Linked DNA regions of Mus musculus: regions 1 and 3 are each linked to region 2. Evidence: chromatin contacts called from public HiCAR-type and HiChIP or PLAC-seq data. All regions are on one chromosome and are shown on one strand. The core of a region is the stretch at or near the end of the contact, and the rest is flanking DNA. Distances in the headings are between cores, read along the strand shown.

What was found. HiCAR-type assays count read pairs that join an accessible place to other places. HiChIP or PLAC-seq counts read pairs in DNA pulled down with a chosen protein or histone mark.
Region 1: a HiCAR-type map of embryonic stem cells shows a contact between it and region 2, with 3 times the contacts expected there. The contact joins the promoter of Evi5l here to the promoter of Rps23rg1 in region 2. A contact is called at or near these places in 3 of 39 promoter capture datasets (cranial neural crest, embryonic stem cells and frontonasal cranial neural crest) and 2 of 115 datasets of contacts at active chromatin or transcription factors (embryonic stem cells and stem cell-derived neural progenitor cells).
Region 3: an H3K27ac HiChIP or PLAC-seq map of embryonic stem cells shows a contact between it and region 2, with 10 read pairs. The contact joins the promoter of Ccl25 here to the promoter of Rps23rg1 in region 2. A contact is called at or near these places in 1 of 39 promoter capture datasets (pre-B cells), 4 of 115 datasets of contacts at active chromatin or transcription factors (all in embryonic stem cells) and 1 of 9 other capture datasets (embryonic stem cells).

The regions. Positions count from the first base shown.
Region 1 is chr8:4,164,297-4,168,704 of GRCm38.p6, reverse strand. It overlaps Evi5l (ecotropic viral integration site 5 like), which reads right to left and starts at 2,138. Exons shown (of 20, transcript NM_001346730.2): 1 at 1,942-2,138. The region is part of intron 4 of 4932443L11Rik (a long non-coding RNA gene); the gene reads left to right.
Region 2 is chr8:3,565,231-3,569,449 of GRCm38.p6, reverse strand. Rps23rg1 (ribosomal protein S23, retrogene 1) reads right to left here and starts at 1,452. Exons shown (of 6, transcript NM_001024728.2): 1 at 1,354-1,452.
Region 3 is chr8:4,348,331-4,352,593 of GRCm38.p6, reverse strand. Ccl25 (chemokine (C-C motif) ligand 25) reads right to left here and starts at 3,006. Exons shown (of 6, transcript NM_009138.3): 1 at 2,939-3,006; 2 at 2,700-2,822. The coding sequence starts at 2,772.

The DNA of each region.
Region 1 (4,408 bases), core at 889-3,388, 600 kb before region 2:
AGGAGCTGGTTTGTTCTGGATTCTCCTTTACACTCCCTAGTTCTACAACTACAGCCAGTTCTGCAATCTCTTCTTTCCTCTCTGTCTTGTGCCGGGGCCAAGCTACCTGTGATCCCTTCCAAACCACCACAGTCAACCGCAGGAATCCAGAGGGAACCCACAGGTGGGACCCTAGGATGGGAGCTGTGGGGCAGAATTGGTAGGGAGAACCAATACAATACAACCATGAAGAGTGAGGGATGTGGGGAGTCTGGCTTAATGACAGATTGGCTGGGAGTGGTGTATATGGGAGTGGGGGTGTCAAGCAGAGGGGGTTGTCAATCAGAGCACTCATCCTTTCACACACACCCCCCCTGTCTTCTTCACATTTTAACCCTTCTGAAAATATTCCTTAAAGAGGTGCTTGCTTTTGGCAGGTCTGACCCAGTCTGAGCAGATCCCACATGCTAGGAGGAAGCTGTTTTATTTTGACCAAACATTGGTGGTGGGTAAAAGAACTCACAGGGCTCTCAGAAACTGGCCTTGATGAGCACCTTAGATGGCAGCACTGTCTATATCATCTGAGGCCAACAGATGCCATAGGCTCAAGGATGCTGGTCCTACCAGTCTGGTCAGACTTTAGGATTGGGGCCAGGAGCCGCTGGAAGATCTCACTCCCCATGGTATGTATAGGGAGGTGCCATTGATTTGGAGATGGGCACTGGTTCCTTTTGGGACACTGGTGTAGGAAAGAATGTCCTTCCTATTAAAAAGGATAAGAAAGAGAGAGGGGGGGGAGAGATTTGTGGTAGGTAGATCTTAGGCCCTGACACGCCCTGGAGTCCCAACTCAAAGAGAATGGGGTGGAAGGGACAGGCTAGGTGCTGGGGACAGAGCTTGCCACCTCACAATCTTCTGTCTTTTGTCTGAGTTAGGAGGTCTGTTGAGGGTACTGGGCTCAAGAAGGTGTATAGAAGTTCTCATGTGTGTGTGTGTGTGTGTGTGTGTGTGTGTGAGAGAGAGAGAGAGAGAGAGAGAGAGAGATGGGGGGGGGAGAGCACTCATGGGCCTGGGTCTGGGTTGGGCCCTTAGGTTCCTGTATATTTAGGGGTATCTAAATGACCCCACTCTGTATCAGAAAGATGGATGGGGAGGGTGTGTCTATGGGGGATGGGATTCAGCACTATCTTTTGGTCTTTTGGGAAGTCCTGAGTGTTCATTTCTTCAGGAAGATGCCATCTAGATGGCTCAAGATCAGCAACAGTGTATAGTCTTCTCAGAAGACTAGAAGTGATGTTTTTTTTGTTTTTGTTTTTATTGGAGCCCTTGAGCAGGAGGGGTGCCAAGTGAGCAGGCTGAGCTGATGTCTCTGGATTCAGTTGGGAATCTTTCCGTTTAAGAGGTGAGGCATGGGTTTCTGTGGAGTCAGAAAGAAAGAGTATAGGGCTCTGATCTTGGTCTCCTTGGAGAGGATGAGGGTGTAGGCCAGACACAGAAGACAGGAAGCCAAGTGGGAGGTTTAGGGGGATGTAAAGGCAAGAGATGTGCAGATGGGAGGGGTCCTGGGACTCGGGGTGGTGGTGGTGGTGGTTGTGGATTGGAAAGGAGACGCTCATGGTGTGTGTGTGTGGGGGGGGGCAGGTCTGCAGACTGGGGGATGGGGAAGCCCTGGACAGATTCTAACAGAGGAGTCTTGGGAAAGATGTACAGAGGTCCTGAGCCTGTGGGGGACGTCGCGAAGAGACACTGGGTCTTAGGAGCCCTGGGAGGGATCCTGAGGGGATCGGGAAGGAGGGTGGGCGGAGGCCGGAGTTCCAGGGTCCGGGACTGGGAATGCCAAGGCTCCCAGCGTGGATTCTGGAGGCGAGGCGACCCCAGGTCACGCTCCTGGTTTGGCTTCCCCGCGGGGCCCCGCAGCACTGACGCCCCCAAGGAGAAGAGGCCCGGTTCGGGCCGCCCTACCTGCGCCGAGAGCGCCTCCATCGCCGCGCCGAGCCTCGCTGTCCCTGCGCTGTGTCGTCCGATGCCCCGACCCACGGTCACGTCTGCTCGAGGGTCCCGCAAACCCCGCGGCCCGGCCCCTTTCAATCAGCCACCCCCGGGGACCGCGGCCGTCGCTGGCTCCGCCACTGCCATTTCACCCGCTGACAGGAGCCGCTGCCCCGCCCCCCGCCCCCCAGCCCAGTCAACCAATTCACCGCCCCCTTAGGCCTTTGGCTCCGCCCACTGTAGAAGAATGACATAAGACCTGACCAATCCATAGCCACCCCGTGAGGCGGACCCTGGCTACGGTTCTCTGAGGAGAGGAGCGAATTGAAATGAGAGAATCTGTGATGGACATCTAATTTTACCTATCAAAATAAGTAATAATATTGATCGACACCTAAACTACTAATAGTGATGGGCGAGAGGTGTGCCTCGGAAGGAAAGCTGAGGCCTTGAGCAACCCTTAGCTGAAAGCACTAAGCCCCGCCCAGAGCTGGAATTCTACCCAATCATGAGAGGTTCTGAGCCGTCCATTACTATCTGCTCTTCAAACCTCGTCCCTGGTAACTGTTGAGATGGGAGGGGTGTGCTGTGAAAGAGATCCTGACTTCTAAGCAGTCAGCGACACTGATGGAAGGCGGGCTCTTGTATTTGACCAATGGAGTCGTGAGACTGGGAATGAGGTTGGCGTCCTGGGCGGTAGGACTTAAGGCCATGGGCTGAATGAAATGGAGGAGTTAATGAGGAGGCGTGTCTCGGTGCAAGGATAGGCGGGACCAGACAAGGGCCGGGCTCCTGGCTTGGGTTTTAGATCGGGCGTATGCAGAAGGCCTCTCTTCAGAGCCAGCATCTCTGTGGTGGCCGGGTGGTTAGGTCAGGTCCTACCCTTGCTGGGTGAATCTGGCATCAAAACGCCGATTGCATCCTTCATTTGCCCCAACCATTATCTCTCCTGGGACGGGGCGGGGCGGGGCGGGGATGGGGTATAGAGCGGCGGAGGGGGTGTCAGGTCTCCTTTGGGTCCAGAGCCGCACACGTGAGAGCTGCTTTAAAGGCTTGAAGAATGAATGAATGAATGGGACCTTGGTTCTTTTGCCGACTCCCCCTTGTCCTCGTTTTTTTCCTCCTCCCCTTTCTCCTTCCACTTTGTTTTTATTTTTTTTTTATTTTAATTTTTGAGACAGAGTCTATTGTAGTCTTAGGATGACCTCAAAATTTTCTGTGTAGCAGAGGGTGACTTTGAACTCCAGATCCTCCCACTTTTCACCTTCCACTCACCACCTTGGCCAGATCCTAGATTCTTTTAATAAGTAAGTGAGGGCAGAGAGCATGTATGACCCATCATTGACAGCTACAAGACTTGAGAAGAGGATGACTCCAGGGTGTGGGTTATGGGCCTTGGACAGGGTGGGGCAAGGAAGGATGTGTCATAGAAGGAAAGCTGAGATCATAGGTTCAGCAGGGGGAGTGGTTCCCCTCTGGAGGAGACTGATGAGTAGTGGAGTACAGCCTGATTCACAAAAGGCTACAAAAAAGTTCAGCATGATGGCTGAAGATCGGGGGGGGGGGGGGGGGACACGAGGGGAAACAGAGGAGTCTATTCAGAATAGGGACTGTCAGGATTTCTAAGGTTTGAGATCTTAACCTTTTGTATAGTCAGGGCTTCTATTTGATACTAACAGTTGACAGTCACATGGATTTTTAAATTTTTAATTTTGTTTTTGTTTTTGTTTTGTTTTGTTTTGTTTTTTGAGACAGGGTTTCTCTGTATAGCCCTGGCTGTCCTGGAACTCACTCTGTAGACCAGGCTGTCCTGGAACTCAGAAATCTGCCTGCCTCTGCCTCCTGAGTGCTGGGATTAAAGGCAAGCGCCACCACGCCCGGCTTAAAATTTATGAGATAGGGTCTCACCACAGCTCAAGCTGGCTTCCAACTCGCAGCGCATTTGACTGGTGTCAAACTCAGAATTTTCCTACCTTAGTTTCCAGAGTGCATGGATGTGTATTATAGTGTTGATCTCATACACTCTCCCTCTTTTATCTATATTGCCCCATTAAAATTTTGAAACTGTTAAGAAAAACTAGACTATTACTAAATACTCAGGTGATTGAAAACCTCATTCCATCCACATTTCTGTATTCCTTTCCCTCATCTAAAAAAAAAAAAGAGAAGAAAAGAAAAGAAAAGGAAAGAAAAGTTCTTCTACAGCCCGTTTGTGTGCTGTGCTATTTAACAGCATCAAGTTGAAATCAACCTCCTGCGGAGGATGCAGCTCAGTTGGTAGAGTGCCTACCTAACTAACATGCACGAAGCCCCAGGTTTGATCCTAGCACGTTGGTAAAAAAAGATATAGTAGTAAACACCTGTAGTCCCCAGCTCAGGGAGGTGAAGGCAGGAAGACAAGTTCGAGGCCGTTCTCAGCTCCACAGTGACTCTGAGGCCA
Region 2 (4,219 bases), core at 203-2,702:
GTCTACGAACATACACATAAAATAAATAATTAAATAAAAACTAAAAAAAAAAAACAGTAACAACAAGGGGAATGGCTCCTGAAGAACTATACCCAAGATAGATCTCTATACTACACACACACACACACACACACACACACACCTACACACATGCACACACACACCTACACATATGCACAGACACACCACACATACACACAGACATACCTACACACACAGACACACATGCACACACACACATACACACAGACACACATGCACAGACACACATACACACATACACACATGCACAGACACACACACAAACAAACCTACACACACACATACACATATGCACACACACACATACACACATGCACAGACACACACACAAACAAACCTACACAGACACAGACACACAAACACACATGTACACACACAGACACACATGCCCACATACACACCTACACATATGCACAGACACACATACAGACACACCTACACACACACTCTCACACACACACATCTACACACATGCACATACACACACCTACACACATACACACCTACACACATGCACGCACACACACACACACACACACACACACAGGTTCTTCAAATATAACACCCCGTTGCACTCAGGTAAATAAAGCTGATCATACAAAATCAATACTTACAAACATGAACAAACACGAAGCAGAAACAGTATGTGATCCTCCCAGTCTATCTGCCTCTCTGAGTGCTCACACCTGCGGAGAGTGTCACCCCACTCCAACACAACCACTCAGGACCCACCACTTGTTTGAGCCATAGAAAAAAGCCACAAGAACAGAGGATTGGAAAAAATTTGCATACTGAAGTAAGATATTAAAAGTGTGGAAAGCAACGGAGGCTGCAGGGGGCTTTAAAAAAATCCTCCACCCCACCCCAACGACTGCTTGCTCTGAGGTAGATTGCAGGGATCCGTATGGTGGGAGGGGAGAACCGATTTCTGCAAGTTCTCCTCTGAACTCTACACGCACATATAGACACACACAAAGTAAATAAACAAATATATACTAAAATAATATATATACAAAGCTGCGTTCTTTAACTTCTTCCTTCCTTCCTTCCTTCCTTCCTTCCTTCCTTCCTTCTTTCCTTTCCCCCCTCCCTCTCTTCTCTCTTCCTTTCTTTCTTTCTTTTTCTTTCTGAGGCAGGGTCTCATTTTGTAGACCTGGCTGTCCTGAAACTTGCTGGCCTATATAAACCAGGCTGGCCTTGAATACACAGAGTTCTACGCGCCTCTGCCTTCAAAGTCCTAGTAATACAGTCTAGGGTTCTTTATCCGGTTCGTTTTCTCTGCCAATTCACTAACTAAAAGGCAGGACAAACCTCAAGCACGACAGGTGGCAGTGGAGAAATCTCCAGTCTGCTGACAGCAGCAGAGAGAATCGGCAGTTGAGGACAGGCATTTATCTGGGGTGAGAGAAAGACTCTCTGCAAAGCAGAGAGGTTGACAATGAAGGCTGGGGGTTTAAAGTCTGAGTTTTCTTCCCTACTTTACGGTTGGTCAGTTTGAAGAAAGACAGAGTAGCTGATTGGCTCAGAACTGTTGTGTGACCGTCCTGAGCAGACCTCGGACACCTGACCCAGACCAGCAGCAGAGTCCTGCTGGCAGGAGACAAAAGCATGTAAGGCATTTGTTTTAAGCCTCCAGGCTTTTGTCTCAGCTCAGCAGGGCGAGGAAGAAGCTACCATCCTCGGAGCTTGCTATCTTTGTTACCTAGCTCTGGCCGATCTCCCTCTTGGTCTGCTTATCTGGGAGTCAGTCTAATGGATAATCTTTCACTAGGATTAAAAGTTGTGCAAATCACATGGCGCCCCACCTCCCCTTTTAAGTCAAAGAAAGAGTTACTTATTTATTTTGTTTTTTCAAGACAGGGTTTCTATGTGTAACAACCCTGGCTGTCCTGGAACTGGCTTTAAAGACCAGACTGGCCTCAAACTCACAGAGATCCACCTGCTTCCACCTCACGAATGATGGGATTAAAGAGTGTGCTACCATGCCCAGCAAGTTTTTATCTTGCACGTTTTTAATGTGTGAGAGCAGGTGTGTAGTCTCTCTGTGTGTAGGTCAGAGGATAATTTGTGGAGTCCATTCTACCTTTATGAGGTTTCTAGGGACCTGAACTCAGGTTGGCAAGTGCTTTACCCACTGAGCCATACCCCCAGTCCTATTTGGGGGGTTGGGGGACATGTAAGCCAGGCTGGCCTCAAACACACTAAAAGTGGCCTTCAGCTTCTGCTTTCCACCGCGTGAGTGCTCTGGTTACAGCCATGTCACCAGGTTTGGTTTGCTGTTTGATTGAGGTGGGGCAATGTGCTTGGGTTGGAACCCAGAGCCTCGAACATCCTGAATTTGTTCTGTGCTTCCAGTAGCCCTCCCAGCTGTCCTGTCTAATAATTTCCAACTGTGCCATGAAACAGGACCTTCCACCCACTGCCAGGGGTGTTAAACTTTTCCGCCTTTTACCAGAGCAACTTAGCCAAGTGTATCAAGCACTACAATGAAGCCAGTCAGCTATGAGCCTCTGTTGTCAAGTCTAGTGTTTGTTTTTCCTAAGAACAGGAACAGGGGAAATGGAAGAATGTTCTTACTCGTTTATTGCAATAACACATTGGAGATAATAGGAAGAAATGATTGAGGGCTTAGGGCTGTGGTTAAGTTGGTAGAGCACTTGGCCTGCAAAAAGCCTTGGGTTCCATCCCAAGTATTGACTAAAGCAGGCATGGTGCTATGATCCCAGGAGGAAGAAGCTAGAGATTCACAAGTCCAAGATCATCCTGGGCCAAATGAGACTCAAAGAGAGGTCACTCACTGCACAAGCCTGATATCTGAGTTGAATCCTCACAGCATAGTGAAAGGAGAACAAACTCCTGTAAGTTGACCTCTGACCTCATATTTGCTGCTGCACCTGAATCAATGATAGGAGGGGAGAGAGAGAGAGAGAGAGAGAGAGAGAGAGAGAGAGAGAGAGAGAGAGAGAGAGAGAGCAAATAAAAAGAAGTTGGTGGGTGTGGTGCACAGCTGTAATCCGAAGATTCCAAAGGTTGAGGCAGGAGGATCTCAAAGTTAAGGTCATCCCAGGCTTCATATTAACAACCTACCTGAAAAAGAGGAGTAGGGTGAACAGGATGAGGGGGAAGAAGAAGGAAAATCCCCACCCCAATCTCATCTATGATAGTGAAAATCTAAAAGCAACCCTGGTGGAGGAGAAGAGGTTACAAGCTCAGGGAATATTTCATCTTCAATAACAAGATTTCTCCTGACGTTCCTCCCTTGAGTCCCCTCCTCCGCAGCACACTGGAGTGAAAGGAGTTCACTGTGGCCACTCTACATGTGTCTGCTTGCTCCAGTGGAATCCGCCTGTATGGTCCCCATTCCTTTTCATGGAGCGATATACATGTGTTTTTCCATGTCAGTAAATACAGGTCTGTCTCGTTCTTTTAAAGGCCTCAGAGCTTCCTATACCCCTACACCATTGTCAACAGCCTCTGGAACTATTTCCCACACACCTCCTCCAAATTGTGTGCTCCCAGAGGATGGATTGCCGATTTAGACATTATAGGCATCATTTTTTTTTTCTTTTAGACTATCAATCAAATTGCATTTCAAAAGAAAAAAAAATCTGAGGTAGGGGATGGGGCTGAGTTGGTAAAGTGCTTGCCTCCTGTGCTCAAAGCCCTGGTTTCCATCACTAGCATAAACTAGATGTGGTAGTATCCTCAACAACCCCATTACTCAGGAGATAGAGGCAGGAGGATCAGGAACTCAAGATTATCCTAGACTATATAGGAATTTGAGGCCAGCTTGGGCAACTTGAGACCCTGTTGAAAGAAAGAAAGGAAGAGAGGGAGGGATGAGGGAAGGAGTGGGATGGGGGTGGGGAAGAGAACAAGGAAGGGGGCCTAGAGAGAGAGAGAAGGGAGAAACAAGAGGAGGTGAAGGGAAGGGATGGAATGGGATGGAGGGAAAGGATCAGAAGGAAAGAATTGGTCTTCATTGGCACTCCCAATGGAGTTTGTTATGTATTTGCCACACAAGAATGAGAAACTGAATTCAGTTCCCAACACCTACCCAAAACTCTGGGCATTGTACCATGCATTTGTAATTCTAGGTCTGGTGAAGCAGACACAGGTGGAGATCCTGATAGTTCCCTGGCCAGCCAAACAAGCCTAGCAAAGCAAGCCCTAGGTT
Region 3 (4,263 bases), core at 1,757-4,256, 780 kb before region 2:
CATCAATGTTCTAGTAGATGACAGATCATGAAACTGGATGAGGAAAGTGGTGGGGGATGAGGTGATATTGGGGGAGAGGGGAATAGGGAATGGATTTGATCAAAACATATTTGCACATATGAAATTCTCCAAAATAAATCACAAAAAGGTACCTGTAACCTGACAAGCCAGTCACACACTTGATTCCAGGTGTACATCACTAGCAGGATAACCACAGATGTGAGCATACATGCATGTTTGTGTGTGCGTGCATGCATGTGTGTGCACACAGACAGACAGACACACACACACCACCTTCTAGATACAGAGGTCACCAGGCTGCCTTGGAAAGAAAGCTTCCTGGCTTGTTCTCAGCTCTTGATATCAGGGCACTGGCAGGAACTATAGAGTGTAGGTAGGCAAAGAAACAGCCCAAAGTCCCTTCTATTTCTGCTCTGAGGTAGAGAACAGGTGCACACCTGGGGCACAACCAGTACAGCCCTAATTTCCTAAAAGTGGTTATCCAGACATTGAGGCACATGTGTATCTTTAAGCCCAGCTGGGACAGAGGATAAGGAGTTTGAAGCCAGTCTGAGCTACATGAAACCTGTCTCAAAGCACCTAGATGGTACTAGGACTATTGGCAAAGTGTTTGCCTAGCTTCCATGAGGCACTGGCTTGGATCCCCAGAAGTTCATAAACTGAGTGCGGTAGTACATTCCTAGAATCCTCGCACCTGGGAAGTAGAGGCAGGCAGATCAGAATTTCAAAATCATCCTCAGCTAGGAAGCTAGTTGGAGACCAGCCTGAGATATATGAGACCCTATCTCAATTTAAAAATATAAAAATTAGCTAGATGTAGCAGTATACACTTTTAATCCCAACATTCAGAAGGCAGAGGCAGGCAGATCTCTGAGTTCAAGGCTAGCCTGGTCTACAGAGTGTGTTCCAGCATAGCCAAGGCTATACAGGAAAACCCTGTCAAAATTTTTTTTAATTAAAAAAATTTAAAGGCCACATGTGTGGCACATGCCTTTCATTTCAGCACTCAGGAGGATCTCTAAGCATTTGAGACTAGCCTGGTCTACATAGTGAGTTCCTGGACAGTGAGTTACACATAGTGAGAAAGCTCTTGCCACCAAGCCTGATAACCTGAGTTTGACCCCATGGATCCACAGAGTGAAAGGAAAGACTTTGCAAATTATCTCCACATGGGCACTGTGCATACTGATCCACACACACGCGCACACAATAAATAAATAAATGTAAGTTGGATAAAAATATAAACAGGTTATTCAACTTTCCTGACCATCTCAGCTCCAGGTATGAGTCAGCTTGTCCCCATGTTGAATTAACTTAAATCCCTTTTCCTCTCTATACTCATCTCAGTGGCTGCTAAACTGACCTAGCCATTCTTTGCCGATTCCCCTGTTAGTCTAACAAGAGCTTAAAGATTTCTTCTTGGTACCAAAGAGCCATACAACACAGACATGAATTAGACCTAATGCTCAGGAGTATCTCAACCTGGTAGGGAAGCCAAAAATGTTATCTACATGAAAGAAGGTGCACTGGAGCTGGAGGAGGTGCCCAAGGAGGAGGAGATGATCCTAGAAAGTTCTGAGGAGAGAAGCAAATGAATAAAGAAAGTTGGCAAGACAGTGGGTTCCTCGATCTGAGGACAAGTAGAGCCTAGTAGAGGTTCAGGGACAGAGTTCATCCTCCTTGCCATTGCTCCACCTTGGCTCTTGAGGACAAGGGGCAGTGGTGTCAGATAAGAAATGGGACTTCAGGGATCCCTGACAGGTGTTTTCCAACACTGGGGGCCATTTTTCTCCCAGGATCAAAGGGCAGAGGTTGGGAGTGGCCCAGATAGCAGAATGGGAAAAAAAAAAAAGCCAAGCTTGGCTTTCTATGGGTACGGTGGAAGCTTGAAGGTGCACGACCTGTCTGTAGAAGAGCAGGCAAGGCAAAAGCAGGGATCCTGGTCCTCAACCTGGCCTGGGATTTTGCCTTGACACCTGCTGGGACTTCACAGTTTTTTCTGAGATGAAGCACCCAGTGACAGGACTCTTGGGGGATGCTTCATGCCCCTGAGAACTGGCCTTGGGTAACTGAATCCTCCAGTACCTGCTTTCCAGGAGGCCAAGAAAGAAGACAAAGATGGTTCCCTGACCACAGGGCTGGGAATCCTGTTGCAGCTGAGAGTATTTTGCAGTTCATTGGATCCTTAAATTTTCATTCCTGCTTAGCAGATGGGGACACTGAGTCCCACACAGAATAATCTTAGCCCCTTGCCTAGATTACACAGGGAGGAAAGGCAGGGAATGCAGTCTGGAGAGTCTTCAGGGTTCTGAGCTTAACTTCACATCCCCTAACTAGGCAGAAGAAGGGCATCAAAATGCATTTCTGGCTAAGTGAATTTCTCCTCAATTGGAATCCACCCTCAGGTTCCTGCAGCCCCTAAACCTCTTGAGTCTTGCAAAGGAAGCACTTCAGAATGAAAGTGAGGGATCTGGGAGTAAGTAGCTGGGGACACTTCATCTCTACCCATCTACCTCCAGTAGTACCAGGAATTCTTGTTATGCCCAACCTCCCAAGAGACACTGAAGAGTTCAAAGGATACAGAATACAGGGAGACTTCAACAAGTGGAGAAGGACAAGTGAGAAGAGAAAGCAATATGCCCAAACCGGGGCAAGGTAGGTATAGCTAAGGACAATACCTTGGGCATGGACAACCGGCATCCAGGCCCCAACAAAACAGGCAACCAGGCAGGCAAAAAGCCACAGTTTCATAGTGAAGGTTAGATCTCCTCTCCAGATACCTGAAGGTTTAAGGGGGCCACCTATAAAAGTGGAAGGAAAGACATCAGTATCTCAAGCCACCCCTGGAACTCTCTGAAAGAGAGGCAGATGGCAAAGGACTTGCTCTAGCCTCTGCTGTAGTCAGAAAAAGACTCACCAATGCCTTTCTGGTCCTGAGAGCTGGTGCCTGCTTGTAGCGTGTATTGCCTATGGGATCAGTGAACTGGCTTCATTCTTTATAGTCAGAGCCCCACCCTGCAGTGACCTGCCCCCTCTCTTCTCTCCCTCCCTCCTCCTGCTCCTCCTCTCTACCAGCTCTGTGAGACTTGGGACTTCTCTCTCCTTCAGATAGACCAAGTCCTATTTTACATCTGTCTCTGCAGGTTACCTGCCCCATGAACCTTGAGGCACTTTATGCAGCCAGGCCTCTCAATCAGTATCCCCTCCCAATACCTTATTATGTGAGGTCCAATACTGTCCGCAGCCCTCTCCCTTACAAGCTTTTTATTCCATCTCCTCACGGATCTTTTTATAGTTAGCTGCGTTTAAAAGTTTTATTATTTCTAATTTTTATTATTATTTTGTACATGAGAACAGGGCACACATAAATCATGGCGTATCTGTGGGGTCAGAGGACAACAATCTATTCTTTCCTTCCACCTTGTGGGTCTTGGGGATGAAACAAAGGTCATCTGATTTGGTGGCAGGTGCCTTTACTCACTGAGCCACGGAGCCATCTTGCCTTTTCTTGCTCTCTTGCTCTGTCCTGGCCTTAACACGTTTTCCTGAAATTTCATAATTTCTTTCTTTTTCTTTTCCTGTTTGTTTGTTTGTTTGTTTTTGTTGTTTGTTTTTTTTGAGACAGACTTTCTTTGCGTAACAGAGCCCTGGCTGTCCTGGACTCACTTTGTAGACCAGGTTTGTCTTGAACTCACAGAGATCCGACTGCCTCTGCCTCTGCCTCCCAAGTGCTGGACCATAATGTTATTTTTTAGTTGCTGAATAAAATTCCAGTTGCTGGCCCACTTTTAAAATTGTATTTATTTGGGAGGCTGGGGACATGAGAACCATGGTGATCTGGGGGCAACTTTGCAGAGTCAGTGGAGCTTGGAATCAAAGTAAGGTCATCAAGTTTTGCAGCAAACTCCTTCAGCCAGCTCCCGGTCTGGAAAGGTACACTTTCAGTGGGGCAGTGAGTGATACGGAATGAAAGCCATTCTAACAAAACTGTTTGTAACCACAACACTGGAAAGAAAGTAATGTTCTGGTTTGGAATGTGAAGCCAGGATCCAGGTGACAGCGTCTGTTGTCTGCAGGAAGCAAAACAAGATTCATTTTGAAAGCATTTCTTCTTTCCTTTGGTTAACTTGACCCTCTGGGGGATAGGGGCAAAGTGTTTAGGAAGATGGGGCGGGGCTGGACGGGGCGGGGAGGAGGAACGGGGAGGCCTGCCACAAGAACTCACAACTAACCGCTTTTAAC